Linked DNA regions of Sus scrofa: all the other regions are linked to region 1. A link is a contact called in public Hi-C and promoter capture Hi-C data. All regions are on one chromosome and are shown on one strand. Each heading gives the region's core, a stretch centred on a gene start, on an enhancer-like site or on the middle of the called end of the contact. The rest is flanking DNA. Distances are from core to core; before and after follow the strand shown.

Region 1 (4,728 bases), core at 1,505-4,004:
ACTTTTGACTGAAGGCCTGCTGGAGGCCAGGCCTCGCGGCCCGCACTTCACGTCCAAGTCATCCACTAAAGTCTCCCGACGACCCTGTGGGGACAGAAGACTCGGGGGAAGACGGGAGGCTAGAGGGTCACCGAGGTCTCCAACGCCACCTTTCAGACCCACCAGCCTGGCTCCTCCTATTGAAGGCCACTCAAAGCCCAGGTTTCCTGCTCTGCCCCACATCCCCGGACCTTCAATCTCCTTCTGAAGCTCAGTCCCTGTCACTGTCTCTCACTCTGTCTTGTAGTCCTGCTTGGCCCAGGTGCAAGTTTACCGTATTAATTGGATTACAGTATTAATGGATTAATGTCTAATATATTTATTATTTGCCTTACTTCTCGTTTTTGTAATTTGTCTCATCCCCATAACGGCAAGGATTTTTCTCTCTTTCATTGACTGTTGTATTATTAGTGCACAAAGCAATGAGGTAGATAAAGTGCTCAATAAATTTGTGTTGAATAATTGACTGGTTGCCCTGCTGTTAACTGTAAGCTCCATGTAGGCAACTGTCTGCTTTTTAAGTACCTTTCCAGGAGTTCCAGCTGTGGCTCAGCAGAAACAAATCTAGTATCCATGAGGATGTGGGTTCCAACCCTGGCCTCACTCAGTGGGTTGGGGATCTGGCGGTGCCATGAGCTGTTGTGTAGGATGACAGCTGTAGCTCGATTCCACCCCCTAGCCTGGGAACATTCATATGCCATGGGTGCGGCCCTAAAAAAAAAAAAAAAAAAAAAAAAAGGCTTCAATAAATAAATACCTTTCCAACGGAAGTGCCTGGTACCCAGTAGGCACTCAAAATGTATTTGCTGAATGACTGAATTTCTTAACTTTACTCTCTTGGTCACTCTCATCATTCCAATTTGTTGAATAAATATACGAGTTTCTCAGATTTCCCGCTGTGGCACAACAGGATGGGTGGTGTCTCTGGAGAACCAGGACGCAGGTTCCATCCCCAGTGGCACAGTGGGTTAAAGGATCTCGTTTTGCTGCAGCTGCGGTGTAAGTCACAACTGCAGCTGGATCTGGTCAGGGAACTCCATATGTTCCAGGGCAGCCAAAAAGAAAAAAAAAAAAAAAAGTTTGAGACCTGATTAAAACAAAAATAAGGTAGATGGAAGTTGTCAGGAGGGTATATATGAAAGTTCTTGTAAATGCTTGACTCTAGAAATACAACAATAAAAATGTCAAACAGAGACAGTATAATATATAAACATGAGTTTCTTAAAAGGCCAACTTCCCCCACGTTTCCTCCCTTGTACCCATGCACGCATCACCTTGGTTCCCCACTCCCACCCTTCATTTCTTTACAGTTGCATTTTTGCTCTCATTTCCTCCTTCAACTCGCATTACTTCTTAGAAAGCTTGGAACATTTTTAAGCAACATGTCTTCACAGGCAAGAGAACCTGAGCCAAACCATGTTGAATCCAAAGAAAGCTTTCTACAAATCACTCATGACCCTGGTTTTGGGCTTAGTTTTATTTTTCCTTGAGGAGAACTGAGGATCCTGCTCTGCTTCTTAAATTGAGACCATGTCATTATTCATAATTTATTCAACAAATATTTATGGGGGAACTTTTACGTTCTAGGCACTGTGCTAAATGTTGGGGCAAGACAGACAAAGTCTGAGCACTCCAAGGATGCATATAACACAAAAGAGAATAATCATGGTTAGTGGCTTGAACCCAGTTATTTCTAAAAAGAAATGACTAAGAATAGATAGGGTCCAATTCTCCTGCTTATTGTAACAAGGTTTAGCATAGGAATAGGCCAACAGTAGGGGAAGTTATGGGATTATAATCCTCTGCCCATTCACATTTATTATTGTGTTTAGCTTTAAGTAGGGAATGTAGGGCAGGAATTCTCTTTTGCATAAACTGGAACCAAAGTCTAGGAAAGGTCAATTGACTTGCCTAACCGGACACTGCCAGAAGACCACTCTGCACTGTTCTTACTCTGAGAGGCACGATTTAAATGTTTACAATCCTCTTCCCTGGAAAACTCTTCAAGGTAAGAGTCAGTTTCAAACCTTCAGAGTAATGGTGTTAAAAATTCTTTTCAAACGGAGATACCAGGGACTTATCTGAATTACTTGGGGCATATTGTAAAAAGGCACATTCCTGGTGCCCATCGCGGACCTATCCAATTAAACTCGTTGTGGATCCATAGACTCTTCATTTTTAAACTCCCAAGGTGATTCCTCCGCACATAGAAAGTTGAGAACTACTAGTAGAGTTTGGGTGGAAAACCTCAAACTTAATGCAGGGCTAATATTTACCTTTGGGGCAGATTTCGTCAGAATTCCGAAGAGTAAGCCATATGTCCTTGAGCAGATGAGACTGCAACGGCTTTCTGGCCAGAACCTCTTTTTTATGCAATATTTCTTGGAAATTGGAGGTTCCGCTAAGCGGGTGCTCGGCTGCTGTGGTAGTTCAAAGATCCTTTGGCTCTTTCCCGACACCCTATTAGTCACTGTCGCTTTCCACCGGGGAACTAGGCATTTGCCCCGCCGACCACGGTGGGGCGCACGCGGCAAATGTTCGCCGCTTGACCACCTCTTGCCTGGGTCCGCCTTCGCGCCCTCAAGAAGAGCAGTTCCCGGGAGTTCCTGCCTCTGGTGACCAGCTGTTGCTCTCTTCTCGCGAGAATTGCTCCTCCCGTCCTCTCCCCTCAGCAACCCCCGCCCACAGGCAGGTTCCATATTGGGTAAAATCTCGGCTCGCGGAGAGTCCCGGGAGCTGTTCTCGCGAGAGTAAGGCAGGAGGCTTCTGTTCGCTGGCTCTGGAACGGCGACCACTGGAACCTCTGCGGGCGCTGCAGCTGGAGCGGTAGTCCCGCGGCGCAAACCGGAGTCGGCCTGGACTGAAGCGGGTGCAGGGAGAGTGTGGTGGGCGCAGCTTTGAGCCCTGGAGCGCGCCCCTGCCCATAGCAGGGCTCGCCCCAGTCGCCGAGGCGCGTCCAGCTGCTGCGGCTGACAGGGGCCGCGCGCGCGGGAGTTGTCAGGGTCGCGGCAGCCGCACCTGCGCGGGTGGCCAGCTCTAGGTCCCCGCAGGGTCCGGCGGACGCCGAGGTCCGAGGAGCGGGTGCGGGCGCAGGCGGGGCCCCGCAGGGCCACCTCCTCGCCCCGCGGCCGCCGCTGGAAGATGTCTCAGGAGAGGCCCACGTTCTACCGGCAGGAGCTGAACAAGACAATCTGGGAGGTACCCGAGCGTTACCAGAACCTGTCCCCGGTGGGCTCCGGCGCCTATGGCTCCGTGTGGTAAGTGTCACTGGGCCTGGGGCCTTGGTGGGCTGGGTAGCCCTTCATGCCCCAGAGCCAGGCCTGCCCCCACGGCTCAGCAATGCACCAAGCGGCAGGAATTTTCCCTGGGGGGAAGCCATCCCTGCCCCTTTGATCCCTGTCCTGGACTCCCTGTACCCTTGGGACCCCTCACTCAGCACACCCGCGTAGGTAGTCAGCTGTGTGTAGGACGAGGTCCGCAGTGAGTACCCGGTGGTGTTGGGAGCCCGGCGCTGGCTCGCACCCTGCGCGTTCCCTTGTCGGGGGTGGGGTGGGGTGGTTGCTGCTCTGGGGGCAGGAACAGGGGGGCCCTCTTTGGCGGTCTCCCTGCTGTCATCGAACAGAGGGGCTCTCCCGAGGGGCGCCCACTGTGGGCGCCGTAGCTTGCCCTTGGATCAGACAAGCCCGGGAGCTGCCGGGAGGAACAGAAGGGCAAAGCTCGCCAGGGAGACTGCGGTCATCTGAACAAAACTGAGGACGAAGGACGTACCGTCCCGGCTTTTTTTGCAAACCTTTGTCGAAATCCCATTTGGAGAAGCGTTCTTTTTGAATTCGCACTTGAATTAGCAGCTATCCACAGAGCTTAAAATACCGACTTTATCGCGGTGAGCACGGTGCCAACTTGAGTGGTGTGTTTCCGATTCAGTTGAAAGCGTATTTCCTTTTCGCAGAGTTGGGGGTGGGTGGTAGTGCCTGCAAACACCCTGCAGCTTGAGAAGCTGGCGGCTTCACTGATTAGTCACATACCACTGCTCATTTAAGTATTGTTGGACAAAACAATTTTCGCCTTTGGAGCAAGTGAGATTCAGATCCGTTGGACGCCCTTAAGATCAAAAAGTTACTAACAATATTGGGAGGTATTTTAAATATTTTTAAATTGTGATAATTCTTGTGAAATACTGGGCTTTTTAAGTCCCTTAGAGAGTTTGCAGGGAACTTATCTACACTTACAGCCTGAGGTACACCACGGTTTTCATAAGGATATGGAATGTATCGCAAAAGAAGGAAGAGACACTTTTCAGCCTTAATTCATGCTGTGAATGTGTTTTAAACTAAATGGTACCATAACATTTCCGGACCTGAACTATTTCGCTAACTTTTCTAACTTCCCAGGTCTTATACACTATATTTTAGATTTACTGCAATGTAAGAACTCCTGACCATAAGCTAATTCATGTGATTCCTGTGCATGTATCATTTGAAAAGAGGTCTACAAGATTATTTTTATTATTTTTTGTTTTGGCACAAATTCCAGGCTTTTAGACTCGTTAATCTTTAAATATAATTCCTGTGTTTCTTAAAGTCCCAGCATGAATTTCCTGTTTGGTAGAATCTTCTGGGTAATTGAGATTGTGCAATTGTGTCCAGCAACAGATCATATTGCGTTTTCTAGTTCAGGCTGCTTGAGTTA
Region 2 (4,728 bases), core at 1,075-3,574, 500 kb after region 1:
AACAAACAAACAGGAAAAATGGTGGTAAAGAATGGGATACTGATATGTGAAAAGAACATTTGGGAGTTTCCATTGTGGCTCAGCTGAAACGAATCTGATTATTATCCATGAGGACAAGGGTTCGATCCCTGGCCTCACTCAGTGGGTTAAGGATCGGGTGTTGCCATGAGCTGTGGTGTAGGTCGCAGATACAGTTCGGACTGGAGTTGTTGTGGCTGTTGTGTAGGCTGGCAGTTACAGGTCAGATTCAACCCCTAGCCTGAGAACGTCAATGTGCCACAGGTGCAGCCCTTAAAAAAAAAAAAAAAAAAAAAAAAAAGAACATTTAAAAAGAGCATTTTCGAGCAAGGGTTGTGCCAGCTTATTTATCTGCATTATTTATTTTAATTAATTAGATAATTAAACAAATATGTATTGATCATCTGCTCTCTGCCAGACTTGTTTTCAGGCCCTGGGGAGGCGGAGTGAGCAACAACAGTCCAAAGGTGAAGTTCCTGGAGTTCCCACTGTGGCTCAGTGGTTAACGAATCCAACTAGGAACCACGAGGTTGTAGGTTTGATCCCTGGCCTTGCTCGGTGGGTTAAGGATCCAGTGTTGCCATGAGCTGTGGTGTAGGTGGCAAACACAGCTCGGATCCCATGTTGCTGTGGCTCTGGCGAAGGCCAGCAGCCTACAGCTCTGATTAGACCCCTAGCCTGGGACCCTCCCTATGCCACAAGTGCAGCCCTAGAAAATACAAAAAGACAAACAAAGTTGAAGTTCCTGTAAGTGGGGAGACTGCATGTAACAACCCTGCAAGGCTTGGTGTAGTTACCCATTTTACAGAGAGGAAACTAATATTGAGATGGTAAGGGATATTTCTCCAGACACTTTAGCAGTAAGTAGCAGCAGTACTGTGGGTCCAAATATAGGACTGTCTGACTTCAATGGCTTTGCTTTGATAGAAGGAAATAAAAAGAGGAGAAAAGCTTACACAGGAAGAGAGGAGCAAATCAAAGCAAATAGAAGTAAGCCAGAATAGAAAAACATTTAGAGAAGGAAAGAAGAGGAAGAGAAAAGCTTTGCTAGAATTCCTACCTGGGAAAAACCCAGGTAAGACCAGCTCAGGGCTTGGCTCAACAAATGTAGTTTCCATTCTCCCTCTTCCCTTGCCAGTATGAAATCCTCGTTTTTTACAGGTGTGAAAACTCAGAAACAGTAAGTCGTGTCTCCACCCCACATGGATAGATAAACTTCTTAGAGCCACAATAAGAGAATATCTGGGAAAAGGAAAGCAGTGAATGTTTGGCATATCTTTCAGCTACTGGTGGAAAAATACAAGTTATTATTTTTCTTGAGAGCAGATTTAGATACGTTAGTAAGTCAGACTCCACTGAAAGGGGAGGAAACCAGGCAACCCTCTTAGCTGAACTCACTGTTCCAGAGAGGAAGATCTTGGTGATTTTTCTAACAAACCATTGGTATTTCTCTCCCAATAGTTAATTTCGTGGCTCAGTTCTTTTCAGAGGAAGTGGAAAGCAGAGAGGAAGGTGTTAGTGAACCATAGACCCCCCACCTCTGAGCCCCGGTCAGTACAACAGCCTTTGCCAGAAGACAGACTGGTATTCGTTGCGGAGGAGAGGGGTGCCGAATTCAATCTCCTCAGGAACTTCCTTTTATACTGTTACTAAATGCGATACTTTCTGGATGGCCTGACCCGTCTCATTTGCCTTTGAGTTTCTATTAAACATTTCAAGAGTCCAAAATGATGACGCCATCGTCTCTGCCAAATCGTGCAGTTTGGGTGAGAGGTGGCAGACCAGCCAGAGTTGGGCCGACTTTCCGTGACTGGGCTTTTCCCCAAGTGTGGGACCCGGAGGGGCACAGTGTGGTGACAGCGGGTTCACAAACAGCCCCGTGACCTTGGGAGCAACTCCGAAGCACGTTTGTAAACGTGATGGTCTCAGTTCCTGCCTAACCGCTCATGCGGAGCAGTAATTAATGAACTCATTTTATACTGTAATCTTATTGGGTGCAAAAGGCTCTATCAGTGTTTGGGTGTGACCGGCGATGATGTTATTAAATCCCTATTAATAGGCTATTTGGAGATGAGGGAGAGGTGACTGAGGAGAACTCGGCAACAGGAGAATTACACCGAGGGAGCTCTGGCCCTGAGGCACGACGGCTGCGCGCGTCTCCACCGACGAGGCAGCACAACCAGAGAAGGCTCTCAGCAACCGCGGTTCTCGCAGCGTTTGTGGCCATTACGTCACGGTCTTCTTCGCCTCTCATTGGGCGAACCCGTCCAATCATGTGACTCCAGGATGGCTTATAAATACAGGCGAGGAGACGGTGTTGGTCCGCCATTTCGTGGACGCCGGATCGGGGAGAGTATCTGCTGGAGCCAGGCGGGAGGGGAGTGGGAAGAGACAGCCGCGGGTGCGTGGATTTGAGTCTTCGCATTTCTAATCTAAGATCTCGGTAAGAGACCCAGCGACTAAAGGAATGAGGTGGGAAATGGGCCTTAACAGGACCGAGGTGGGGCCAGGCCCAATGGCGGCGCCAGATTGAGACAAAGAGACGCTGCCGCCATTTTGTGACGTTCAACACGGGGCGGTGGAGGGGGCTCCCGGCCCCCCGGAGCAGGCACCCAGGCTTCCAAGTGGAGGTGCTTATAACCCTTCCCTGGGGGGCTGAATCGGGAAGTGAGATTGCTCGAGTTGAGGCAAAGGGGGTATCGGTAATCGGTTGTACTCTAGATCGCGGCCATTCAATTTATGGCGCCTTTTTTTTCTTTTTGCCCACGTTTCCTTAAGTAGCGGCTTAGGATTTTTTTTCTTCAAGTCACTACTCAAGACTGGACCCTTCGATCCATATTTGAGGATTTCTCTACTTTCTTTCATTTTCGTGTTACTTTAACTTCACTTTTTACAGCCTGAATCCAATAACTATTTTTTTTTAAGCTGATCTTTCTTGAGCTGTATTGTTCTTATAGCTGCTTCGCATTAAAACTGGTCAGGGTAAAGTTTTTGGGAAAGATTAATTCACCAACAATGGGTTTGGTCTCGGAACTTCTGGGCACAGGGCGGGGTCACACAAATAGGATGTGTCTGGGCGGGTATTTTTTTTTTTTTTAATTGGATAACGTGTTTATGAAAAGCCCTTAAGCTGAGTTTTTGGACAGGCTGCTTTTCGTATGTAATCTACAAGTTGATTAGATTCGTTGCTGAGGCGGCTTTATTAGTATTGAAGGTTTTTCAAATGTAAACTAAAGTGCCTTAAGTTCTTGCACAACAAATAATCTATTTTTTTCCCCATGAGGTGGAGTTAATGTAACATTCATTTTAAAGTGCACGATTCAGAAGCATTCGATACCTTCACAATGTTGTGTAACTATCACCTCTATCTAGTTTTAAAGCATTTTATTATACCCACTAAGGTGACCTGTACTGTTAAGCAGCCACTACCCTTTTGGCCTGCCCCTTTCTCTCCCGCAGCCCCTGGTAGCTACTAATCTGTCTCTGGATTTACCCGTTTCGGATATTTCACATACATGGGATGGTATTACGTGTATTTTTTTTGTCTGATATCTATAACTTAGCATGCTTTCACGTTTTGTCCATGTTTATGGGTACTCGTTCCTGAATACTCCATTGTATGGGTAATAATTTTGCTTCTCCATTTTGTTGCTGGACATTTGGGTTAACACCTTTCGGCTGTTGAGGGTAGAACAAGATATATATTTTTAAAAAACAAGTTTGTCCTGCTTGAGTAAAGTTTTGGCTTGTGAAGGCACATTACTATCACTTTTTTAGTGGTTTAGCCTTAACTGCTGTCTTGTCTTCACTTGTCATTTTGTTTTGTAGTCTCCAGGTTTTGCTTTTAATCCTACTTTTCAAAGTTGTTCCTCCCCCCCCTTCAGATAACTGAAATAGGTTTAAGTCTCTCAGTTCCCATTTTGTGGCATATGCTCCCCTACTGTTTCCTCCCTCCACTTCTCTGGGAGGTGATTTTTTTTTTTATTTTCTTACACAGCTTGGCTTCCAGGTGGTTATTGGCAACGATTGGGGTGTTTCAAGGGTAGTGCCTTTACCTTTTTTCGGTTTTTGAATTCTTTCCTAAGGATCTGTTTTTTACTGTGTGGGTTATGATATTTTGGATTTTTTTTTTTTTTTTTGTTACAGAAATGCATCGTGATTCCTGTCCATTGGACTGTAAAGTTTATGTAGGTAATCTGGGAAACAATGGTAACAAGACTGAATTGGAACGAGCTTTTGGCTATTATGGACCACTCCGAAGTGTATGGGTTGCTAGAAATCCTCCTGGCTTTGCTTTTGTTGAATTTGAAGATCCCCGAGATGCAGCTGATGCTGTCCGAGAGCTAGATGGGAGGTAATTTGTTAATTTTTGCTAATAATATGTTGTTTGTCCTTTTAATATTTAAAATCTCTAGGATAAGAGGTTTTTAGATGGCTTTGTGGAGATTTACATAAATTTTTTTTTTTCTGGCCAAAAAAGGACAACGGTTTTAGTGACGATACGTAGGGAGAGTTTATTCAGTTTGCCATTGAAGAAAAGAATTTTATTTGCAGTTGGCGGGTGGAGAGCAGCATCCAAAATATGACTGAAATATTTTAATCTAAATCCACTATAAATAGTCATGTTGTAAACTTTGAAATCTAAAATTGTGGAATCAGACATTCCCTTATGGTCACATCCTGATTGATTGTAGCTGGATGATGGTTACA
Region 3 (4,728 bases), core at 1,212-3,711, 330 kb after region 1:
CTGTCACCAATGAGAAGTGCACACAGCGCTCAGCCGGAGGCGGTCTCCCGCACCCGCGGTGGCGCGCATTGCTCATTCCTACCTTCAGACCTGAGTGAGAGGTCGGGAGACTGAGCAGTTGGGTTTACCGCCTGGAGCCTCAGCTTACCCTGGCTTTAGGGTTCTCCATGACGTTTTAACAACTCGGTCCCTCTCACATCGCCCCCGCCTCAGTCTCCACATTCCCCACTTCTTCCGCGATACAGTAAAAGGGAAGAAACGCGCTGTTTCCCCGTGAGCTAGTGAGGGAAGGAAATGGGGGGTGTGGGAGGAGTCTGCTGCCACCTAACTGGGGGGCGTCCCCTCGTTTCTGTTTGGCAATCCTTGAATGCACATTGGTTGGGCAGCAGACGAAAATGCGAGGCGCAAGTAAGGTTTTATGGACATAGTAAAACCAGAACTCCGGGCAAGGAAACACGTAGATTAGGTTGTTAGCTGTTAATTCTCTAACTCAAAGGTAGTAGCATTATTAATTCTCCACCTCGCTTCTGCTTTTGAGGTGAAAGTGTAATTAGGAAAGCATTAGAGGGTAGATGTGGCAAGAGCCCACCGTGCACCTCAGCTTCATGAAGGATCTGTGAGGATTAAGTGGTATGAAAGTGAAATGAAAACATTGCAAAAGGTTCACCACGAAATACAAGTTCTAGAATAGCGGTGGCTATTGCACAGCTTTGTGAACATACAAAAACCACTGAATTGTGTTCCTTTAAAGTTTGAACTTTATGGTGTATGAGTTACGTTTCAATTTAAAAGAACAAAATATATGTTCTAGAAGTCTCGGGCTTTGAGAAATAATTGTTGACACCCGCCCTGATGAAAATTCAAAATTTTAGTCAATTAGGTACTTTTTAGAAAATGGATACCGTATTAGACATGGTGGTAAGAGACCTTGAAATTTCCGCTTTCTCAGTGGCATGTAATTCTTTTAAAATTGGAGAATAGTTTGAGATTAGTTTTAATAATTCCTTTCAGGTGTCTAGCATATTTTTAATCTAAAAGTCTAAAACCAAAACCCCATACATTTAACCCGAATGTTTAATGTTTTTCAAAACATAACACTTTAATTTCCTAACATTTTTGGGACATTTAGGAATCATACATTTTTGCAAAACAAAATTTCAAGTTTATCTTTCTCTCATGTTCTTTGCTATAGTGACAAAAATCAAGAAGGACTCCAAACTGAATTTTCCCTGCTTTAACAATACAGAGATTTTTGGGTCAAATTTAAAGATGAGTTTTTATTAAAAGATAAATTTGATCTATTTTAGCCGATTTGGAATCATCTTAATTAGTTGTCACATCAGTGATTCAGAGGTAATAGATATTAAGAGATTTATACCATGAAGCAAAGACAGCTTTAGATTTTTACCACAGAAGAACTTTGATGGATAGATTTACCACTCCTTCTCACAGTTAATGTTTAAATACTCTGTTTAATGCCCAATTTTATGTCCTCAATACCAAGAAAAATACATGCTAAGTAGAATATTTAACTTAGTTTAAGACAAATAATATCTTACCTGGGTTCCTTGACATGGCTGGAACTGGCTGGGAGCTGACAAGTCTAGTCATGTAAGCCTTCTGAAAACTGTATTTCACCCACAGTGATTTGCAACAATTTGTTACTTTGGGAGAGGGATTCAGTATTCTTTAGGTTCACAAACAATGGCATCATGTTTTTTCTTCATGTTTTTTCCCTGTTGGAAGATATAAATTTTCAGAGGCTTTCCCCCTTTTCTCAGTATATATGTTAGATGAACACTGATGTTCTAACATAAGCAGGCTTTATCCCATATAGAAAAGGGTAGTGAATTTGGGTGGAAAATGGAACAGGGTCATCTTTCTCTACAATCTTCTTCAACTTAAGTGAAAGTCTTTCTGTGTTTTTTTGGTCTTTAGATTTGCTGCACCACCCAGTATCCTCATCTCCCAGCAGTTTTCTTCATCTTTTTAATAGCCACATACCATCAAGTGAACAGTCTAAATTAGTACACATAGAAGAAGAGAGAAAAATTACTGTAGCCAAAAGAAAAATAGATTTAAAAAACTAGACAGGTAGGAAAGGATGGAAATGAAACACATTCTTTGTCTTATTTGTGTATTTGTGTGTGTTCTCCTCCGCAGATGTCTTGTATTCCCTCTTTAATCCTCTGTATACACACGGTCCATCTCTATAGACACTAATGAAAGCTATCCTCCTGTGCCCAGTCCCCCCCGGCCCTTTATTCTAGTATTGTAGCACCCATCAAATAAGTTGAAGAATTGAAGATTTTCATTGTCTATCAGTGCACTTAGTTCTCTTATTTAAAGGCTGGCCGCAGCTTGACTTGCCATTTCACCTTCCAAATCTAAGCAGTTACTGGAAAGGGAAGGAATGGATAAGAGAGGTCAGACTATGAAAAACAATTGAAGGGAGGTCCCATTGTGGCTCATCAGGGTTATGAACCCAACTAGTATCTATGAGGATGCAGGTTCAATCCCTGACCTTGCTCAGTGGGTTAAGGATCCAGCATTGCCCATGAGCTGTGGTGTAGGTTGCAGATGTAGCTCGGATCCCGCATTGCTATGGCTGTGGCCTAGACAGGCAGCTGCAGCTCCAATTTGGTCCCTAGCCTGGGAACTTCCATATGCCAAGGGTGCAGCCCTAAAAAGCAAAAAAAAAAGAAGAAGAAGAAGAAAATGACAGGGGAGGCCTTTAGGAACCTTAGATCAATGATCAGTACTAGCCAGTAAAAGTATGTGAACTATACATGTAACATTAATTTTTCTAGTAGCTACATCAAAAAAGTGAAAAGGAATAGGTGAGATTAATTTTAATGATATATTTTATTTAATTAAATATATCCCCAAATAAAACTCAGTGTTATTTCAATAAGTAATCAATGTGAAAAATGAATAATGAAATCTTTTACACCTTCATTAATGTAAGTCTTCAAATCTGGTATGTATTTTACACTTAACAATGCATCTCAACTCAAACCAGCCACATTTCAGGTGACCAGTAACTGCATATGGCTAGTGGCCACTGTATTGAACAGTAAGCACTGTAAGACTGTATTGAAGCTTTAGATAAAGAAGCAAGAATTGAAAAGAAATGACTTTGAAAGAAAGGTGATAAGCAGCTATCTCAGCTATACAAAACAAGGAGGGAGAAATCGTCAAGTAAAATGGTGATTCATCATTTTTCAAATGTCCCACATTTTCCAGTGTAGAATGCTACTACAAATTTTTATTATTGTAACTTGGGCCATTTAGGGGAGAGGGAGCTGTGGGGTGAAGGGTTGTGTGTTCCTGGACATTTTGGGTGCCTTAGGTGGCTTGACGTTTTAACAACACTCATCAGGCAGTCTTCTAACCTTAATTTGATTTCTCGAGTAAACTTTCCATTAGGAAAAGGCTATCCTTTCCAGTTAGTGCATCAGAGCCAGATCAGCCCTGGATAAAATTCCTAAATGGGGAGTTCCCGTCGTGGTGCAGTGGTTAACGAATCCGACTAGGAACCATGAGGTTGCGGGTTCGGTCCCTGCCCTTGCTCAGTGGGTTAACGATCCGGCGTTGCCGTGAGCTGTGGTGTAGGTTGCAGACGCGGCTCGGATCCCGCATTGCTGTGGCTCTGGTGTAGGCCGGTGGCTACAGCTCCGATTCAAACCCTAGCCTGGGAATCTCCATATGCCACGGAAGCGGCCCAAGAGATAGCAACAACAACAACAACAACAAAAGACAAAAGACAAAAAAAAAAAAAAAAAAATTCCTAAATGGGCAACTTTGACAGTCAAGATGCAGTTTCAGGGTGAGAGTCTTACCTGACAGAACCAGCAGGAAGCCTTATCCATCATCTCATTATGAAACTATCATTTTGTTCTAGTTGTTCATATAACATTGCTAAATAACCGAGAGTAAAATATCTAACTATGGTCTTTTAAAATAAACAATGGGGAATGTTGGACTTTATTTTCCCCAAGTAGATTGAAAAATAATCAATGCCAATTATAAGCCATCTTTTGTTATCTATGGGGTATTGATTCCAGGTTCCTCTTTGTTGTTGTTTTTGTTTGTTTGTTTTTGGGGTTTTTTTTTGCTTTTTAGGGCTGCACCCAGGGCATGTGGAGGTTCCTAGGCTAGGTTTCGAATCAGAGCTATAGCTACCGGCCTACACCACAGCCACAGCAACGCCAAATACGAGCCACATCTGTGAACTACACCACAGCTCACAGCAATGCTAGATCCTTAGCCCCCTGAGTGAGGCTAGGGATTGAATCCTCAACCTCATGGTTCCTAGTCAGATTGTTTGCACTGTGCCACAAGGGGAACCCCTCCAGAATCCTCTTTGGATACCAAATCCAAGTATGATAGATGCTCAAGTACGGTATTAAAATGGCATAGATTTGCATATAACCTGTGCACATCCTCCTGTATACTTTAAATCATCTCTAGATTACCTATAATACGTAGTATGTAAATGCCATGTAAGTAGTTAGAATGTAAATGCTCTGTAAATAGTTGGCAGCCCACAGCAAATTCAAAGTTTTGCTTTTCAGAGTTCCTGTCGTGGTGCAGTGGAAACGAATCTAACTAGGAACCATGAGGTTGAGGGTTTGATCCTCAAAAAAAAAAAAAAAAGTCAAAGTTTTGCTTTTCAAAACTTTCAGGAATTTTTATTCCCAAATATTTTCCATTTGCATTTGGTTG

What was found. Promoter capture Hi-C pulls out the DNA fragments that hold promoters and counts their contacts. A called contact is a pair of places that touch in the nucleus more often than the background predicts.
Region 2: a contact with region 1 is called in a Hi-C map of liver, with 3 times the contacts expected there. The contact joins the promoter of SRSF3 here to the promoter of SLC26A8 in region 1. A contact is called at or near these places in 1 of 5 promoter capture datasets (fetal liver), 2 of 47 Hi-C or Micro-C datasets (embryonic fibroblasts and liver) and 1 of 2 datasets of contacts at active chromatin or transcription factors (alveolar macrophages).
Region 3: a promoter capture Hi-C map of fetal liver shows a contact between it and region 1, with 2.7 times the contacts expected there. The contact joins the promoter of PXT1 here to the promoter of SLC26A8 in region 1. A contact is called at or near these places in 1 of 5 promoter capture datasets (fetal liver) and 1 of 47 Hi-C or Micro-C datasets (embryonic fibroblasts).

Annotation. Positions count from the first base shown.
Region 1 is chr7:31,788,866-31,793,593 of Sscrofa11.1, forward strand. SLC26A8 (testis anion transporter 1) reads right to left here and starts at 2,755. Exons shown (of 21, transcript XM_003356617.4): 1 at 2,316-2,755; 2 at 1-84. The coding sequence starts at 2,738. It overlaps MAPK14 (mitogen-activated protein kinase 14), which reads left to right and starts at 2,533. Exons shown (of 12, transcript XM_003356615.4): 1 at 2,533-3,296. The coding sequence starts at 3,181.
Region 2 is chr7:32,287,140-32,291,867 of Sscrofa11.1, forward strand. SRSF3 (serine/arginine-rich splicing factor 3) reads left to right here and starts at 2,325. Exons shown (of 6, transcript XM_021098646.1): 1 at 2,325-2,461; 2 at 4,165-4,372. The coding sequence starts at 4,167.
Region 3 is chr7:32,123,372-32,128,099 of Sscrofa11.1, forward strand. PXT1 (peroxisomal testis-specific protein 1) reads right to left here and starts at 2,462. Exons shown (of 4, transcript XM_013977855.2): 1 at 1,688-2,462; 2 at 1,560-1,685. The coding sequence starts at 1,727.